2 separate regions of the Anas platyrhynchos genome follow, and region 2 is linked to region 1. The links are chromatin contacts, called in public Hi-C maps. All regions are on one chromosome and are shown on one strand. The core of a region is the stretch at or near the end of the contact, and the rest is flanking DNA. Distances in the headings are between cores, read along the strand shown.

Region 1 (5,748 bases), core at 479-2,978:
GAAAAACCTCTTTTAGCCTTCTTACATCAACCTTCTCAGAAGTATCAACTTCTGCTTGCTTTTTATAGAGGTCTTCATAGGTAAAGCCTGGGAGCTCTTGCAATGTTCAGCTGCAGAAAGAAGTAGCCTGCCAATAGTATCTCTTAACAAAATATTTTTTACTTTCTTTTGATGTCTCAGGTCATTATTGGGTTAGGAAAGTTAAAAAAAAAAAATGGTCTTAATATTTTTCAATAAAAAGTTATTTTCTGTGCTATTCTTTTGACTCACCTTCTCTTGATTTCCCTCCCAAGGCTTAGTCCTACTTTTTCTCCAGTCACCTGTACCTGTCTTCAGTAAAAAGACAGCAAATATAACTTTGTATTCTGATGCAAAACACAAATAGAAAAGAAATCTTTGTGTGGATGTAGGACATTTCAGATTTCTATGAAGCATCAGCACTCAGTATCCTCAGTTTTATACCATGACTGCGGTGGAAGAATGAAAAAAATCAGAACTGAACCACGGGACTTGATATTTTTAAAAGTGTTCTCTGATTTAGCATGTTCCCACTTGACAGTTCAATTCAAGGTGGAGAGATAATATGAACCTATTCAACACACTACTATTCTCAATTATACAAAGTGTACAGATCTCCCCTTTAGGTGCCATTGACTTCAGCTAAGGTTAGAACAACCTCAGGTAGGATGTGACAGTCAGTGCGTCCTCAGCACAGCTGAAAGTAATGAGCCAGCAGAAGTGTCGAAATTAGAAATATCAAACAATATGTAGCCTCATTTCTACCTGCTTATGATATTCCAAGAATATTTCAAGATATTTCAAGTCTCAGGAGAAAAAAAAAATAATAATGAAAATAATGAAATGTTTATATTATATATATATATATATTATTTTATGTTTAAAAAAGAAAGCTACACAACATCTCTGTCCAAAGGTCAGGCTGACAGCTGTAGCCAGCTGGCCATGACTGGTTCCACAGCTCACTCTCAGATGGGAGAGTTTCACACTTTCACGTGTATGGTACTGTAATTTATTCATAACCAAAAATACAACAGCAGTTAGGAAACATTGATTTTTTAAAGTTATTTATGCGTGCAGCAGTAGAGAGAGTTGTGAGACACTTTGCAGTGGTGCAACTCATACAGAGCTGATCTTCTGCAGAGCTTTTGTGGGATGAAACGATCTCAGATGATCCTCTGCACTATTATAGTACCCATAATGTCAGAATTTCCTAATTCTGGACCAAGAATAGTTTGGCCGGGAATGCAATGTGGTACCACAAGCAGTCCCAACCTGCATTTTACATTGAGGTTGCTTTAATCATCGGTGGAGACTTCGGCTGGAACGGGAACAGCGCCTCAGCTATGTGCTGTAAACAGCACTTCTGAGCCACTTCACTGTCTCAAGGATGTTTTGGGTTGTGCTGTAGAATCACATTCAAGCAGCAGAGTTGAGAAGGGCTGTCATATGGCTCAAGTGCTTGTTTCCACTGTGAACAGGACAGGCATGAGATACGCTGAAGTTAAAGGAAAAAACATGTTTTGAGTGAGCAGTATCTACGGGGTGCTTATCTTACATATCTATATTTAAAAAACAAAACAGGTTTTTCTGTTTCTGTTGAGAATAGGTAAAAAAAAAAAAAATGCAAAATGCTTGGAGTAAGACATCAAAACGCAGAGAAACGATTAATGCTGAAATGACTTTGAAAGGGGTTGTGTGAAAGCAATGGATTTGCTCGGGACTCTTTGAGCGGGGACATACGACGCATGGCTGCCACCGGGCCCGGAGCTGCCCCTGGCACCCTGGGCACTGCCCTCGCCCACACTTTGCCCTCAGCCCCCGGCGGTGCCCACCCGGGGGTGCCCCGGCACAGCAGCCCCGGAGCCGCTGGCCCCTCGGGGCGGGCCGGGCTCGGCCGGGCCCGGCGGCGCCGTAGGCGGTGTCGCAGCGACGCCCCGCGGCCTCGCCCGGTGGCGGTGGCCGGGCCCGGCCCTGAGGCGCTGAGCATGGGGGAGGCCCGAGCTAGAGCTGGAGGCACCTCGCCTCCCCTCCTCTGGTTTAAATTACCACAGTCATTTAAATAATGTACATAACAGTAATAAGGACACGCACACACACACACCCCAAACCCAAAATGCCCCAATGGTGGGCATTTGGTTGGTCCAGAGAAGGGGTGTCAGACATTCTCACGTTTGCTGTGAAACAGCGTTTGGATCCGTCATAATAAGTATACTGGTTTCTGAGAGGCAGAAAACATGATGTTTTGGGGAGAAATGTCCATCCTGCAGTGGTGTCACTGGTGTGCACATCCTGCAAACACGCTCATCGGGTCAGCCATGCCCACCCCAGTCTTTGTTTTACCACAGACACAGGCATGGCTTATGTCATGGGTATAAAATGGGGCGAGATGCAGAAAATCAAGTAGCAAGAAAGTTGGGGGGCAACTCCCTTTAAAATCTGCTGTCTTTATTACATTTTAATCTCTTTTAAATGAAGTTTCTTTTAATCTGCAAAGCAGGCCATTTAGCAGATGGCAGCAGTTCTGCTATTATTACACACATCCAGCATAAGAGCATCTCTAAGAAGAATCACACAGAAAAGAAAAGAAAAGAAAAGAAAAGAAAAGAAAAAAAAAAAAAAAAAAAAAAGGTTATATCTCACCCAACACCTACTGAAAATGTAAAAGGCTGAATTCCCATGAATGTCAATAATTTAAGGAGAATACCATTACTGATGTGATTTACTTAGCGTCTGCTGTTTAGCTATGGACTGCATCAATTGGTTCATTTCATACTGGAAATACTCTATTACTGAACAAAACCATTGCTGAAAGTATAACGATAGATGCATATTTATTGCATTTATTTAATTCAAAGATGTTGTCTTTTGGTATTTATCCCTACCTGAGAATAATGAGTTGTAGTTCTAACAGTGGATTTTGTGTGTGTGTGCTGGTTATCACGAAGATGGATGCCACAATAAGCTGCAATGATCTTGCTGGATGGTCCTAATTTTTAAATTAGTTCCTATAGTGCCTACTGTATTTGTGCTTGTGATTGCCCCAGCCCAGGTGCAGGACCCTGCACTTGGCCTTGTTGAACCTCAGGAGGTTTGCACAGTCCCGCCTCTCAGGCCTGCCCTGGTCCCTCTGGATGCCATCCCTTCCCTCCTGCGTGTCGACCATACCACACAGCTTGGTGTCAATGGCACACGTGCTGAGGGTGCTCTTGATCCCACTGTCCACCACACTGACAAAGGTGCTGTACAGCACTGGTCCCAGTGCCAACCCCTGAGGAACACTGCTTGTTACTGATTTCCACCTGGACACTGTGTGTACATTGCTAGTTATTAGACTTATGAAGAGGGCAAGATGCTGAGAAAATGCAAGAAAATACAAAATATACTGTATTTTGTGTAGAAACACAGACCGTAGAATTCCAGAAAGCTGTTGAGGACAGTAAAATGTCAGGCCTTTCCAAAAACAAAGAAATAGCCCTATTGCCAAGAACATTGTTGGAGTCATCTAATGAGCAACTGGGGCACTGTTAGCTCATCCAGAGTGCTCCAGAAACTATATGGGGAACCACAATGTGAAGTGACAGAGCAGTCATCAATGGCAGCTCCTCAAACTCACTACCTGTTTCTGCATATAGTCATCCAAAAACATGTATTAGTTCCTTTGGCTTTTTCTTGAAAGTAGGTGTTTCTGTTTACTTCATCATTTTTGCTCACTTTGTGTAATGTTATTATTGTACTATGGAGCTGAGACTGAAAATGACTGTAACAAACAGTGATCGTTCTGCAGCAGCCTGTTGGCCAAAATACCGTGCCTGCTGCTGCACTAGGAGGCAGCTCTGAAATCACATCTGCAAGTCGTTCGAGTAAGTGACTTTGATTCCACATTAAAAATCTCCTACAACTGTCCAGTTCTGGAATTTATATGCGGTTAGTGTGATAAATGCTAAGTGATCTTACATATACACACAACAGACAAAGGATAATCATGGGGTCAATGAAAAATGATAGTGAGGAATAGATATTGAGTGATAGGAAATAGCACTTTTGTTAAACAGCTCATTTGTAGCTGTCTGCAGAAAGGAAAGGGAGGGTGAGAGTCTGCTCACATGTTAGAGATAACAGCAGTATCATCTGCAAAAACACTAGATGCACTAAAAGCAGGCCTAAAGTCCAGATAATTTACATCCATAAGTTTGTAGGAGAGACATCTGCAGTCCTTTCACTGACGTTTTCTAGTTCACAAGGGTCAGGAAGAGATTCCTGAAGATTAAGAATTAGAAGATTTGAATCCCACATTTTAAAGGGGGCAAAGGACACGGAACTATAAACTAGCAAATGGAACATTGTTTGTAGAGAAACCTGGACATTGCTTAAGTGATTCGGCTAAAGAACACCTGGAAATGTTCACTCTGATTAAGGAAAGCTAGAATGGTTTACAATTCATTATATTGCTTGAGGTCTTTAGAGAGATTACTACCTTTGGAGCTCTTTATTGATATGATGACTGCTGTGAATCAGATGCATTAGTTTGTATCATGGTAATGTGAATTTGGCTAGCATGAAGCAACAGCACATACTCAGGTTTTCTGTGCTCCAGCTCAACTTTCTGTGGAGGTGCAGGGAAGGTTAAATGCTAGACAGAGACCTCTGTTGTCAGTGGTAAGAAAGAGGCTAAAGAGCAAAGACCATTAGAATACTTTTTTCCTTTGATTTTTTTTTTCATTATTCCTCCCTCCCTCCCTTTCTAAAATTATGCTTTCATCAACATTTTGGAATGTTTCATGAAATTATTTCTAAAACAAATTATCCTTCCCTTGGTATTTTGCAAAGCAACAAAACCAATCCTAGAGTCTTGCAGACAGAGCAAAATTAGTTTCAGTGTTGAAGTCTGCTGGCAAGACAACTCATCCCCTTTCAACTCGAACTGAGAACTTGGGGGAGGAAGGTGAATACGTGGGAGCACACCTATGCTCCATGCAGACTTTCTGTGATGCTAGTTCTGCATTTGCTATTGCAGGTGTTTCTGCAAAGAGTAACAAAGACAGATCTTTAGCCCAGAGCTTCTCCTACTGACCTGGTTGCTGCGCAGATAGGACGATGTAGTGCTCATCTATTTCATAGTGTCCCACACAACCTGTGTCCCCTGGGCAGCAAGCAGAACAGACTCTTCCCTATTTCAATAAGAATTTAATGAACAATATGTTACCAGCTCCAAGTTAGAGGTCTGAAGTCAGGGTCTAATGCCAAAGTGAGCCTCTCCAACTTGCATCCTCCTTTTCTTTGCCATCCCAGGATCCTGCGGCACCTACACACTCTCTGGGGAAGGGAGGGGATGTTTCAGTGGGATTCTCTTTTTCCAGACCTTTCTCTTCTCTGCTCTCTTGAAAGATGTCCTCTGGTCATATCTCATTCAAGTAATGCTGCATGAAGCCCTTCCACCCTTCTGCCAGGTCAACACCAGTTTTGCTTTCCCTGCCAATGCCAGCCCTTTGGAAAAAGTGGAGGGAGAGGCTGGATGCTGCTAACAAAACAAACCTGCCATGGGGCTGTTCTGGCACATCATAGGTATACATACAGATTTTCTAGCCCTAAAGGGTGCTGCATTTGAAGAGCAAAGAGCAAGTAGGATTTCTGGACACTTCCCACCTTCTAGCAGCCTAATTAAATGGGGCTGGCTGCCAATAAAGAAGGAAAACAATTTCCTCATTGAAATTTATTACCACTGTGTAT
Region 2 (5,410 bases), core at 863-3,362, 130 kb before region 1:
CTGCAAGTCTGCTGACCACAATAGCCTCTCAGACTTGGGTATGGGCTAAAATTCATCCTTTCCAGTTAGGAAAGACAAGCAGGTGCTCAGATTCAGTAGCTGGCAGTAGCAAGCTGTTAAGAAATTTATACCTTGTGTAGGGCGTGGTCATATTCTCATTTCATCCTCATGCTTTGCAACAGCATAATCAGTACAAAATACTGTCTGCAATGGCTCCAAGTGCGGTTTAGGAGAAGGCTTCCTGCTACAGAAAGTTACTGGGAAACAGCTCAGGGAATGGGTAAGCTTTCCTGTGGGAATTGGACACTCGAGGCTTCTGTACTGGCAGGTTTTGGAAAGATCCAACAGTAAAATTGGCGTTAGTTTTGACAAGCTTTATGTTAAAATCCCATATGATTCTTTGGAACATTTATCCTCCTTCTGCTATTAGACAGATTACTAAATAGTGGCATAAAATAAGATTAAAGGTTTAATAATAGAGTCTTGTATGGAATTCTAAGTTTTGCTTAGGCAAAACTTTCTGTAGAAGCTTTCACTGATTTATTTTTAAGGTTGGAAAGACCATAATGACCCATTAACCATACCAACTGCATATAATGTAAGCTGCAGAAATCCACACTGTGAATCTCATACTTTATAAATTACTTGGTTCCACATCTGACCTTCCAGTTATTCTGTAGAGTAAATAGGTTTATAATGACTTTTGGACTCTTATGCTCTTATATAAAAGCTCTCTATCTTGGCTCCAGATCAGTTTCTAGATCCTATTAAGACTTTATAGTTCAACAAAATAGACATTAGCATAAGGCAGCACTTACGATAGCTGGATTCCTATTCATAGAATGGAATCATAGAACCATAGAATGGCTTGGGTTGGATGGGACCATAAAGATCAACCAGTTCCAATCTCCCTGACATAGGCAGGGATGAATGTAGTACTATCACGATATACAACTTTCATTTATTTCCCTTCACTTGCTTTAAAAATGTGTGACTGTTAAGAGCAGGCGTTATCCCCACAAGTCATTGAGGTACTGCTGAATTTCTTATAGGTGCTTAGAACTCCAGGTGATGGTAGTTCCATGTAAAATGGCCAAATACTGTCAATGGTTATGTTTCACTCTAATAAGAGTAATAAAGTCAGTAGAGTTGTAAAGCTAACAGAATTAAGGAATATTACAAGCCTGTGGGGACAGCTGAGGGTCACATAGCTAATGCTGGAAATAAACACGCAGTTCTATTTTCGTGAGCAGGAATGTCAGTCTTATCAGACTAATCTTGCCATAAAACACTTAAATTAAAACAAACACAAAAGAAAAGAAACCAGAACCTCAGAACAAAACAAACTACCCTCAGCTGCTTTCATAGGTATGCACTACTGGAACATGTTTATAAATGGGTTTCATGACAAATGTTCTCAATTTTTCTGATCTTTCCCTGATATTTTTGGACACATCTTACATTATAAATGCTGAAAAACAACAGTTTTTTGTCCTAATAGAGATGATTAAATCATTTTTTTCCTTTCCTTTCTTTGGGTTGGTCAGAAAATACTAGACTGTCCCCTTAAGATGTGGGTGCAATGTCCCATTTAGCCTTGCTGGGGAAGGGAGCATTTACAGGCAGATGCATTTTTTGCATACTCTTAACAAGAACAGCTAGAACACTATTGTCGGGCTCATTGGGGCAAAACAATTCAAGAAAAATGTTATACAGCTTCATTGTTTTTAGTTAAAGAGGAACTTATATGAGGAACTTTCTAAAAGTTGGTGAACCTTGCAGTACAGTGGGGTTGGCCATTTCTATGGGAATAAAGGCACTACACCTGCACAGAGCTGTGGTGAAGGCCCACAGCAATGCTGTCCTCTGCGAATGTAAGGACCTCTCTTCAGCACGACAAAAGCTTATGTAGCCAAGCAAGCATGAACAGAAACTCACAGAGGAATTTACTTTCCTAACTGCTAACAATGGTCTCATCCAGAGTGGTGTGGTCAACAGCTCAATGTCCAGGTGGAGATCAGTGACAAGTAGTGTCCCTCGAGGGTGGGTACTGGGAGCAGTACTGTTTGGTATCCTTACTAATGACATGGTCAGTGAGACTGAGTGCGCCCTCTGCAAGTCTGTGGATGACACCAAGCTGTGTGCTCCAGTTGGCACGACAGAAGGTAGGGATGCCATCCAGATGATCAGGAGCTGGAGCACTTCTCCTATGAAGACAGGCTGAAGGAGCTGGGGTTGTTCAGCCTGGAGAAGAGAAGGCTCTGGGAGACCTTACAGTGGCCTGCCAGTACCTAAAGGGGGCCTACAGGGAAGCTGGGGAGGGATGCTGTGTCAGGGATTGTGGTGACAGGACAAGGAGTAGTGGCTTTCAACTAAAAGAGGGGAGATTTAGGTTAGATAGAAGGAGGAAATTCTTCACTCAGAGGGTGGTGAGGCCCTGGCACAGGCTGCCCAGAGAAGCTGTGGATGCCCCATCCCTGGGGGTGTTCAAGGCCAGGCTGGATGGGGCTTTGGGCAACCTGGTGTGGTGGGAGGTGTCCCTGCCCATGGCAGGGGGTTGGAACTGGGTGATCTTTAATTTCCCTTCCAACCCAAACCACTCCATGGTTCAATGACTCTAAAGTGTTCGGAACTGGGGGGGTCAGTTAGCTTTACATCATTCCTATGGTGAGAAGTTTGGGTTTGTTTGCATGTTTTTGTTTGCTTTGTCTTTAATGCCCATGTCCCATAACAACCTAATGAAGGTCTTTTTTTTTCCACGTGTTCTGTTTCCTAAAAGGCATTGCTCAGCTGTCAGACCCTTCAGTTCAAACTCTTGAACGTGCTGCAAGAAGCGGGAAATGCCCACACCAGCCCCAGCTCTGCCTCCCCTTGCGAACAGGGCTGGCCACACGGAGACCACTTTGAGGGGCAGAGCGAAGGGGATGTCCCAGCTGACAGCTCCTTCCCCCAGCCCCACGGGTGGCTTGTGTGCGCCAAACCCTCCTCGGCACAGCCACCTCCGGAGCCCCTCTCCCAGCGGCGGCGTCCCCTCAGCGGAGCCCTGAGGCGGCGCGGGGCTGAGGCGCCTCCGAGGCTTCCCCGCCACAGCCTCCCTCCCTCCCCCGGGGCCGCCTCTGCCGGGCCGCGGGGCCGCCAGGGGGAGCCGGAGGGCGGCTCGCTGCCCGCCGGCCGCGGCGGCGGAGGTGGAGGTGGCGGTGGGGGTGAGCGGGGCCGAGCCTCCCCCGCCGGCCCCCCGCGGCACCGCGCAGCTGCGCTGGGCTGCGGGGCGCTGCGGCCGGGCTGGCTCAGCGGGGCGAGGATGCTGCGCCGCCGGCAGCCGCCGTGCCCGCTGCCCTTCGTCCTATTCCTCCTCCTCCTCCTCGTGCTGTCAGCGCCGGCGGTGGCTTTCAACCTGGACGAGGAGAAGCTGACGGTGTACAGCGGGCCCCCCGGCAGCTACTTCGGCTACGCGGTGGATTTCTACATCCCCGAGCCCGGCAGGTGAGTGCGGGGGCTGGCGGCGGGGAGCTCCCCCCGCGCCTCCCCCCGCTGACCGGGCGGCGTGCTGCTCCGCAGGGTCGGCGTGCTGGTGGGAGCCCCCAAAGCCAACACGTCGCAGCCGGACATCGTGCAGGGAGGAGCGGTGTACCACTGTGCCTGGCCCGCCGCGGGCTGCCACCAGATCCCCTTCGACAACACCAGTAAGTGCCGCGGGTCCCCCCCCACCTCCTCCCCGCGCTCCTCCCGGGAGCTGCGAGGCAAGGTGCGCCCTGCTTTGGGAACACCTCGTTTGGGCTGAGTGCCCCCGAGCCCTGCCCCACACGCTTCTCCCACTCCTGGAAGTCACAGGTGAGTCTGGGTGGTTGTGCTCCATCGCGCTACCTCGCTGGTGTAGCTGCTCACACAGCACCAAACTCCTGCTCCCCTCCCTTCTGCCTCCTCTCAGGGCTGCGGGCTGGCTGCAAACGGATTTAGGCACAGGGGTGGATAGATCGCATCCACTTCCAAAGTCCCAGGACAGACTTATTTAATTAGGGGGAACGCGCATTTAAGCAGTTCAGGCTGTTTGTGCTTTCTGTTGTCTCTGTATAGGTCTTGAGAACAATTTGAGCCTCGTGTTTCCAGGGACAGGAAAAACGATTGGTTTAAGTCAAGCAAACTTTGACAGTTTAGCCATGAAACAAAAGTTACGGTTCTTTCGGTTATATTCTTAGCTTTTATGGCGTATTTAAATACAAACACAATACACTTCACTCTTGTGCTAGGAGCACAAATTAACTTAGTAGAGCTTATTTCGGTGTAGCAAGTAAGTGCAGTTCTCCCCCTGTCCAGCCCCAGCCACCCTCCTATGACTGTGTTAGTGTTTACAGCCTCCTCCGTTCAGGACTGCCATCGTCCCGTGTCTGAACAGCCTGGGAGCTCCTGCCCCAGGAGCCTGCAAAGCAGTACTGTACATATCTGTGGCTACTTGGGCATGTGAAGTGATGTAGAGCATGTAGTTATATATAAATGGGAATGTATGGGCATAGTACGCATATAATATTTTTATTGTAATGTGTTTTCATGAGCTAGTACACTAATAAACCTAGTTGAGCAAATATTCTTCTATTTCTATGTTACTGTTAGAAAATTCGTGTACCAGAAGTAGAATATGTTACCTACACAAATTGTTTTTATTTTTGAAGAGAAAACTTTCAGACCAAATGAAAATTCCTTTGCATTTGAAAGGGGTGTTTTGAAAAATGAATGAAAACCTAGTGATGAAATCTAGAATGGCATCTGGCTTTCCTGTGGGAAACTTCAGAAAAGTTCACTACAGAGGCTTAGGACAACTCCATATGCTGTAGGCACAGATTTCCATTTGTGGGTGCTGTGTTTTGAGTGAAGGCACAACCACAGGCTGTTGAGTAAGTACATCAAAAAGGCTTTGGACTGTGCCACATGACTGTCCAGAGAGGACAGAGCGTGTGGCATCTCCAAAGTGTTGTTCTTTCAGTCTGAGGCATTTTGTATCCTCTGGATAGACACTTAATTTACAGACATTGAAGTGAAGCAAGAAGCAGTGCCTGCAGTACAGACATGTTTGGAAGTGTTATCGCTGGCTGTCCAATTCAAGTACCAAGGGCAGTTCAGGTGTCATTTCACACAATTTGGTGCTGGCCACCTGCCCTCATGGACAAGGACCCCAGGAAGGTTTGCATAGCTTGTAGCAATGCCCGTTCTTCACTGCCAGCAACATAAAGGCTATCTGTAATATGCCTTAGATAATTCATTTTACTGAAGAACAGATGTGTATTTCATGTCAGTTTTGTCTCTCCAAAATACTTCACTTACTGGAGCAATTTTTCCCTCTTTCTACTCACCTTCTACTCACTATGCATTCTCCCTGCAGCATCGCTGAGAATGGCTGTCACTCCCATTTTCTGTT

What was found. Hi-C and Micro-C count contacts between places; a contact is called where the count stands out from the background.
Region 2: a contact with region 1 is called in a Hi-C map of subcutaneous adipose tissue, with 4 times the contacts expected there. The contact joins the promoter of ITGA8 here to the enhancer-like site in region 1. A contact is called at or near these places in 4 of 8 Hi-C or Micro-C datasets (liver, skeletal muscle and subcutaneous adipose tissue).

The regions. Positions count from the first base shown.
Region 1 is chr2:137,673,756-137,679,503 of IASCAAS_PekinDuck_T2T, reverse strand. No RefSeq gene overlaps it. Among named protein-coding and RNA genes, the nearest start is that of FAM171A1, 36 kb to the right of the region's middle. Within about 2 kb of position 1,728, at least 2 of the 8 cell types and tissues checked have an H3K27ac peak or open chromatin away from gene starts, as enhancers often do.
Region 2 is chr2:137,805,886-137,811,295 of IASCAAS_PekinDuck_T2T, reverse strand. ITGA8 (integrin subunit alpha 8) reads left to right here and starts at 2,112. Exons shown (of 31, transcript XM_038174267.2): 1 at 2,112-2,165; 2 at 2,780-3,483; 3 at 3,559-3,683. The coding sequence starts at 2,127.